Regions from separate parts of the Sus scrofa genome. Here region 1 is linked to region 2. Evidence: chromatin contacts called from public HiChIP or PLAC-seq data. All regions are on one chromosome and are shown on one strand. The core of a region is the stretch at or near the end of the contact, and the rest is flanking DNA. Distances in the headings are between cores, read along the strand shown. Region 1 holds the start of ENOSF1 (enolase superfamily member 1). Region 2 holds the start of NDC80 (kinetochore protein NDC80 homolog).

Region 1 (3,806 bases), core at 750-3,249, 1.6 Mb after region 2:
AGATGAAGAAAACAAAAGAATCAAGAGGAAGAACTAATGAAATAAACTAGAGGAAATTTTCCACAGAAATGCATTGCTTCTGGTTTGAAAAAAATCCATCAGTTGTAGAGTAAGGTTAATATTTAAGTTAATCATAAATATATATTAGTAATATTTTAAAACTATAAAGAGAAAATAAACATTTTTCTAGAGAGTAGGGGAAAAAAAAAATCCCTCGGCTTATTCTTTAAAGAATGGGACCTAACATTACTTTTTTTTTTTTTTCCTTTTAGGGCCGCACCCAAGGCATATGGAGATTGCCAGGCTAGGGGTCTAATTGAAGCTACAGCTGCCAGCCTACACTACAGCCTGTACAGCCAAGCCAGATCTGAGCTACGTGTGTGACCTATACCACAGCTCACGGCAATGCCAGATCCTTAACCCACTGAGCAAAGCCAGGGATTGAACCCAAAATTTCATGGTTCCTAGTTGGATTTGTTTCTGCTGCGCCACGACAGGAACTCCGACTTAACATTAAAAAGTATTCATTCTTGAACTAAGAATTCTATACAATAAAACCATTCAAATCTGAAAGAAAAAGACATCTTCAGAACCCAAAATACTCAGAATATATCACCTAGGCCAGAGACCCATTCTGAAAAAAAATGAACTGAGCCTATATTCTGGCCACATGCCTCCCCCCAAAAAATCAAGAAAGCAGGAAATAGTAGTGGTAAACAAATGGGTAACACGAGAATTAATGTTGATCCATGTGTAAAGTTATCTCCATATGGCACATGAGTAGGGCAGGACAAGGGAAAAGAAGGGCTATTTCCTATTAACATTTGCATTTCAGACTTCACTTGGAAAATGGTAAGATGCAGCCATCTGGCCTCCAATTCTCACAGGGTCATAATCAGCTGGAGCTGACTGGCTAACCCTTAGCTGCGGCAATTGCCTGTTTCTTACCCCCTTGCATCCTGGTGCCTACCTAGCCCCGGTAGGCATCTAAGTTAACCATCTCAGTCCTGAGCCAAGGAATTCATCCAACAGGGCTATATGTATGCATCCTTGAGCAGCAGATAACCTGGGTATCCCTGAGAACACCCCTGCCACACCCTCAAGAACACATTTCAATGGACTCTTACCTATATAGTATTGCCTCCCAAACATTTAACCCTCCAAACAGTCCTCAGTGGTGGTACAAGGCAAGGGGTTGTGACCTCACCCCCCAAAAAATAATATAAAACTTACTGTGTGCACACTTGGTGGGGGGAGATGTCCATAGCCTCCACCGTGTTGTCAAAGGGATGCTACAGCTTTGAGCCTCAGAGTCCCTGCAACTCTAAGAGCCCTTGAGTTTGCAGCCAGGACACTTAACTAGCTATGTGGCTTTGGGCAAATAATTTACATCACTTAATCTCTCTGAATCCCCAATTCACCAATAAAATGGGCATGACCTGCCTTCCTTGCAGTGTTGGGGGATAAGAGGTAAAGTATTCAAAGTACTGCATCAGCAGGGATGTAATAAATGGTGACCCACCTCTTAATTTATCAAACAGGCTGAGGTCACTTAAAGACACAGGATTTTCCAGCACAAGGCTGTCCTGGCTGAGCCGCATGGACCTGCAGACTGAGGTCAGGAATTGAGCCCAGGGCCGAATCTGCGGATTGCACTCTGACCAGACTCGGCTTCTTCCAGGGTGCTGCTCTGGGTACGGTCACTTTGCTAGTTTCTAGTCTGGGTGGAGCAGGGTCCTGCTGGGGCACTGACTCGGTGTGGGGTCAGCCGAGACCCTGAGCGAGTCTACCTGGGGGCGGGCAGGGTGGCAGTAGGCAGCACCCCCACTGCGGGACGGGAACTTGGCGCAAAGAATCGCGAATCGAGGACCTAGAGCTGAGCTGGCCCCTTGGGTCGGGCCAAGTTCTCGAGCGCGGCCACGCCCCCGGGCTGCGCGGCCAATCAGCCCCCGCCAAGCCCGGCTGTGCACCCTTCCGGCTGTGCACCCTTTCAGCTGCGCACACAGTGTCCTGCAGGGTTGGCGTCTCCCCGACACAGGGCGACATGGTGCGTGGCAGGATCTCCCGACTCTCGGTCCACGACTTGCGCTTCCCCACGTCTCTCGAGGGCCACGGCTCAGACGCTATGGTAGGTGCTGCCCAATGCCTCTGGTCTCATCGACGCCAGGGCCCTCCTTGGCGCCGGGCACCCCGTGGTCCTGGAAAGGTTCCCAACTTTGGAACTGTTGCTTTTGTGAGTGGAGAGGCCGGGAAGGGGAATGAAAGTTTTTAGAGATTCTACACTCTCCTAGGTTTTATTTTTTTCTTATTGTTTTTTGCTTTGCTGGAGTTTAGTATTTCCTGTTTTTACTTTTATGACTTGCATTTTGCTGGAAATGGAGTGCATGATATGCAACAACAGCAAAACGGTGGTGGTGTCTCCCCATCAAACCTTAGACTTGACATGGTTCGCGGTGGTAGAGACCAGAAAGCCCCTGGCAGGGTGATTTAGGTGGTGATCCTGCCTCTGCCACAATTTGCAGTGACCAGAAGATCCTAACCTCTCTGTGCTTCTTGGGCTTATCTGTGAAATGAACAATTCACAGTCTGCCTGGGAGACCAAACAAGCTCGTAGTAACAGGTGGTTTGAGAGGAGGCTGAAAACATGAATAGAGAGGATGTGTCACTGTGAACAGTTAAGCAGATGTCAATCTGTGGAAATGCAGTAAAGTACACACTGAAGGACATTTTTGCTCTGAGACACCCCACACCAGCACCACCTTCAAGTGCAGTATTTCCCAAACACATGAGCCCTGTGCAGGGTCTCCTCCAGCCTGTCCCTGGGACACTGCCCTTCCAGGCCCACTCATGAATGGCCACACTAGAAAAGTGTGGTTATGTAATGAACATGGGAAGCATCCAATTTAGGATAATGATTACCCATTACTTGTAGGGGGTGGGGAATGGATACCTCAGGACTGACTTTAACTGTACTTTTGAGCTGGGTGGATGTTCCTCACATTCCTTGTCCTTGGTGTACTTGAAGTGGTTTCTTGTTAAAAAGTGCTGAAGTTGGAGTTCCTGTCCTGGCTCCGTGGTAACGAGCCCCACTAGTATCTGTGAGGACTCAGGTTCCATCCCTGGCCCCACTCAGTGAGTTAAGGATCCCCTAATGCTGTGGTTGTGGTGTAGGCCAGCAGCTATAGCTCCAATTCCACCCCTAGCCTAGGAACTTCCACATGCTGCGGGTGTGGCCCTAAAAAAAAAAAAAAAAAAAAAAAAAAAAAAAAAAAAAAAAAGATGCTGAAGTTCTTTTTATTTAATTTTTATTTTTATTTTGTCTTTTTGCCTTTTCTAGGGCTGCTCCCACGGCACATGGAGGTTCCCAGGCTAGAGGTCTAATTGGAATTGCAGCTGCTGGCCTACACCACAGCCACAGCAACACCAGATCCAAGCCGCGTCTGCGACCTACACCGCAGTTCATAGCAATGCCAGATCCTCAACCCACTGAGCAAGGCCAGGGATTGAACCCGCAACCTCATGGTTCCTAGTCAGATTCCTTAACCACTGACCCATGATGGGAACTCCTTTTTTTTTTTTTTTTAAACACTTGACGGCACCTGGAAGTTCCCCAGCCAGGGATCCAACCACAGCCACTGCAGAAGCAGTGCTGAGTAGTTATGCTGTGAGCAACAAGGGAAGTCCTGAAGTTACTTTAAAGAATGTCTTTTATTCTGAGAATAAATTCTTCCTGCTTTAAAAACCCTTATGTGTCCTTTCTCATTTGATATTATGGTAAATGACAAAAAAACACCCATTGGGTGATC
Region 2 (3,948 bases), core at 133-2,632:
TCAAAGAGAAAGGCAGCCAAGTGTCATCATTTCTTCAAGATAATCTTTCCTGGGCTATCTTTACTTGTTCGTGTAAGGTGAAGTCCTCATTTGCAGGGAATATCTATCTAACTCCATTTAAAAGTATTCAACACACATAAACACTTACTGCCTACCATGTACCAGGAAGCATGCAAAGCAATGCAAACAATACAAAGGTTAGTTATGACTCCTACCTTCACAAGGGTATTTATGGTAGTTAAAACTCTGCATCCTAACTCAGACCACATCACTACTGTTGGCTGTGCCTCTCAGTGGGGAGTTAGAGGCTACCTGAAAAGAACTACCTGTTTCCTTTTCTTCTGTCTCAGAATAGAGCCATTCTGTTTGCTTTTCCTAACATCCATCTCTCTTGCTCTGTCTCCCACTTATATTCTTCAATTTCTGCCTCTCTTGCTTCAATCTCCCTTCATCAAGGATAAATTATCTGGTCTACAGACTGCTTCCATTTTCTGAGACCACAGTCGTACCTCACCCCCTTCCCAGTTACTGAAACGGTTGCCTCCTGCCTGGGATACTCTTGATTAACAAATCTTTTGATCCTAACTTAGCTCTGAGGCATTAGACACTATACACCGAGTTCTTCCAGATCCTTCCCTGGTTTCCAGGAAAGTGGACATTTGTGGTAATCCTTCTACATCTCTGGGCTCACCTTTGTCTTTTCAACTGACTGCACTCTTTTCCTCTTTGGCCAACTATTTCGTCTCCAGTATACGCTTCTGCATCTATTAAACTTTTCCACTCTCATCTATATCTTTAGGTCCACTACCAATCTCCAGTTAAAATGTACTCTTAAAATCTGAGACTGAGACTTCCAGATGTATTCCTTACATGGCCACCAGGATGTTACACTAGTATCTCAAACGCAACACACCAAACAGTCCCTCATCTTGTTCTTCCTCTCTCTGCTTCCATCAGTTAATCCCCTTTTCCTTTCTCCATTCCCTCTTCTTACCACTAGTGTCCCCTTGACCCTTCCTTTCTCCTTTAGGAAATCACCGCCATTAGAAATTTACTGGACTCCGGGAAACTAGCGCCTGGCATAGATTCGGCCGGAGGCGAGTTAGGAGAGCAAACACCAGAACGCCGTCCTCCAGGCCTCCGAATTTAACGGGTTGTTGCCCTAGCGTTCCCCCTCCAGACCAGAACTGCCGGAACGAAATTAACCTGAAGTCATTAGTCACCTTTCTTCCAGCTTCCTGACACGACCCGGCAGCCGAATCTCTGTAAACCGTGCAATTGCCAGCTAAAACGGACAGTGGCAGCCAAAACACTAACTCCTTTCTGCTCCCGCCCGTGCCGTTCGAATTTTAAAATCTCCGCCGGCGCTGACGTCATCGCGCTGACGTGCGCGCGCGTGCGCAAATCCCGCGCGCCGGAACTTTGCGTGACGGTGGCGCCCTGCCGCCTCACGGGGCGCACTGGCGTCTAATGTCTCTGAAGTGTCTTCTATGGAGTTTGGCCCGATTCCTGTATTTAGCTCCAAGGACCCAGGCGCTCTAAGCCCTTGGGTAGCGAGCTTAGCGCTCCAAGCAGCCCTGGAACGCTTTTTCCGTACAGCAGCAGGGCCGCTCCTGCTGACTCTTAGAAAAGGAGATTTTTTTTTTTTTTTTTTTTTTTGCTTATGCTCTGAAAGGAGTGTCTTTCAAGACCACTGTTTAGCTGGGTGCTGTTTCAGGAAGGAAGTCTGGGAAGGCGGCGTGCACTGTTCTGACGAGGGAGGCGGTGAGGTAGGAGACAGTGACGGCCTGCTGTGGGAGCAGTCGGCTCCGAGGGTCGCGCTATGGAGGCGGCCACCAGGGTTCACGCTCAGAGCTGCACTGCTGTCTGGGGCTCTACGGCCCTCTAGTGGCGGCCTGCGAGGAGGTGGAGGGACCCGGTGTGAGGCCAAATAGGAGGGAGAAGTGCACTTAATTTGGGGCACGTCACCTTTCCTGGCCGAGTTTCAGTCTTCTGTCGACGTTCTAGCTATCACTACAATTTCAGGACCTCTTCACCCCAAGTAATGACTCGGAAGGGAGGATTGAGAACAGAATTACCATCATCCGTAGCATTTATTTGAGCACTTGCTTTGTGTCAGACACCTTGCACAACAAACACTTCTTGTCGATTATCTCATTTAATTCTCTGAACTGCCCTCTGAGATGTCCTAAAAATGATGAAATTAAGGCTCACTGAGATCAAGTAACTTGTCCGTGGTCGTACTGCTAATATACGGAGTTAGATTTTAAATCTAAATGCTACTGTTATTAACTACTGTTAATCACTTGATGTATTTCTTATTCTCTTCTCCTCTTAAGTTTTCCACTACACCAGATTTAATAAGCAATCCAGAACTAAAAGCCTTCTTTTAGAGAAAAGATAAGGTAGTTCTTTATTTAAAAAACAGACTCACAGACTTAGAAAACAATTTTATGGTTATCAGAGGGGGATGGGGGAAGGAGACAAACTAGTAGTTTGGGATTAACAAATACACAGTAGTATGTATTAAGTAGACTTAACAAGGACCTACTGTATTGCACAGGGAACTATAGTACATGTCTTGTAATAACCTATAATGGAAAGGAACCTGAAAAAGAGTCACTTTGCAGTACACCTGAAGCTAACACAGCATTGTAAATTAACTATACTTCAACTTTAAAAACTGTTAAAAAAAAAAGATAAGGAAGTTTTGAAAAGCCTTATTGCCGGAAGAGAACTGCTCAGAACCAGTTACAGATCTGGACTCTTAACCTTGCCATTTTGCTAGGGGTTAGTGCTTCTGATGTGCTATTAAAAATTGCATTTTTGGAGTTTCCGTCGTGGCTCAGTGGAAATGAATCCGACTAGGTGCCATGAGGTTGCGGATTTGATCCCTGGACTTGCTCAGTGGGTTAAGGATCTGGTGTTGCTGGAAGCTGTGGTGTAGGTTGCAGACAAAACTCGGATCTGGCTTTGCTGTGGCGTAGGGCAGCAGCTACAGCTCCGATATGACCCCTAGCCTGGGAACCTCCATATGCTGCGGGTGCGGCCCTCAAAAGACAGAAAAAAAAAATATTGCATTTTACTCTGCTTTTTGCCCTTTCTGCACCACATTGTTAGCAGTGAGTAGTAGAGTAGTGAGACTGCAGAATGGGCCCACTTACTATGGCAAATGTAGTTTGAAAAAACAAAGGCTGATGTGCTAACAACTCCTCTGGAAATTCTGTGACCTTCTCTAGGTTTAGCTCATTAAAAAGGCTGAATTCTCATAGGTAGTGTAGTGTTTATTCTTTGCTTTGCAAGACAGTCATCTTTTAAGGATTAAGTGTCTTCCTGACTTGGAGGGTGTAGACCTAGTAGCTAGATCTAAGTACTAAGCAGGAGGTTGTATAGAGGGCCTGGGGAGATAGGAGGATCTAACTCGGATTTCAGAAGTAAGATCAGGTTTTAACTCTCTTTGGTCAATTGGCTGAACATTTTGAATTTTTATCCCTGAAATTAAAAGTTTATATTAAAATGTGATTTTCCTTAGTCTTGCTAAGTAACATTAACGTATACAATTTAAATTCTCTTTTGCGTACATGTCAAGTTTATATACTTGCACATCAAATCTACATGTATATGAAGTATATTTTTATTGAAAAACAGGATATTTAAGAACTTAATCAGGAAAGTTGGGTTTTACTTCTAGTCTCTAATTCCCAGTGTTTTTGTTTTTGTTTTTGAAGAAAGAGAATGTCTGTGGTGCACCAGCTGTCATCAGGATGGTTACTGGATCATCTTTCTTTCATTAACAAGATAAGCTATGAACTTCACCAGCATCATGAGCCTTGTTGCAGTAAAAATGAGCCTACTTCTGTTCACCTTGACTCTCTTCACAAGGATTCTGTATTCTCTTTTGGAGCCTCTCCTGCATTTATTGCTTCTTCCAGTAAGCCAGAGAATGAT

What was found. HiChIP or PLAC-seq counts read pairs in DNA pulled down with a chosen protein or histone mark.
Region 1: a contact with region 2 is called in an H3K27ac HiChIP or PLAC-seq map of skeletal muscle, with 14 times the contacts expected there. The contact joins the promoter of ENOSF1 here to the promoter of NDC80 in region 2. A contact is called at or near these places in 1 of 5 promoter capture datasets (liver) and 1 of 2 datasets of contacts at active chromatin or transcription factors (skeletal muscle).

What each region holds. Positions count from the first base shown.
Region 1 is chr6:105,611,259-105,615,064 of Sscrofa11.1, forward strand. ENOSF1 (enolase superfamily member 1) reads left to right here and starts at 2,000. Exons shown (of 16, transcript NM_001243617.1): 1 at 2,000-2,128. The coding sequence starts at 2,045.
Region 2 is chr6:104,054,403-104,058,350 of Sscrofa11.1, forward strand. NDC80 (kinetochore protein NDC80 homolog) reads right to left here and starts at 1,383. Exons shown (of 17, transcript XM_013999249.2): 1 at 1,224-1,383. METTL4 (methyltransferase-like protein 4) reads left to right here and starts at 1,429. Exons shown (of 11, transcript XR_002345043.1): 1 at 1,429-1,769; 2 at 3,729-3,948.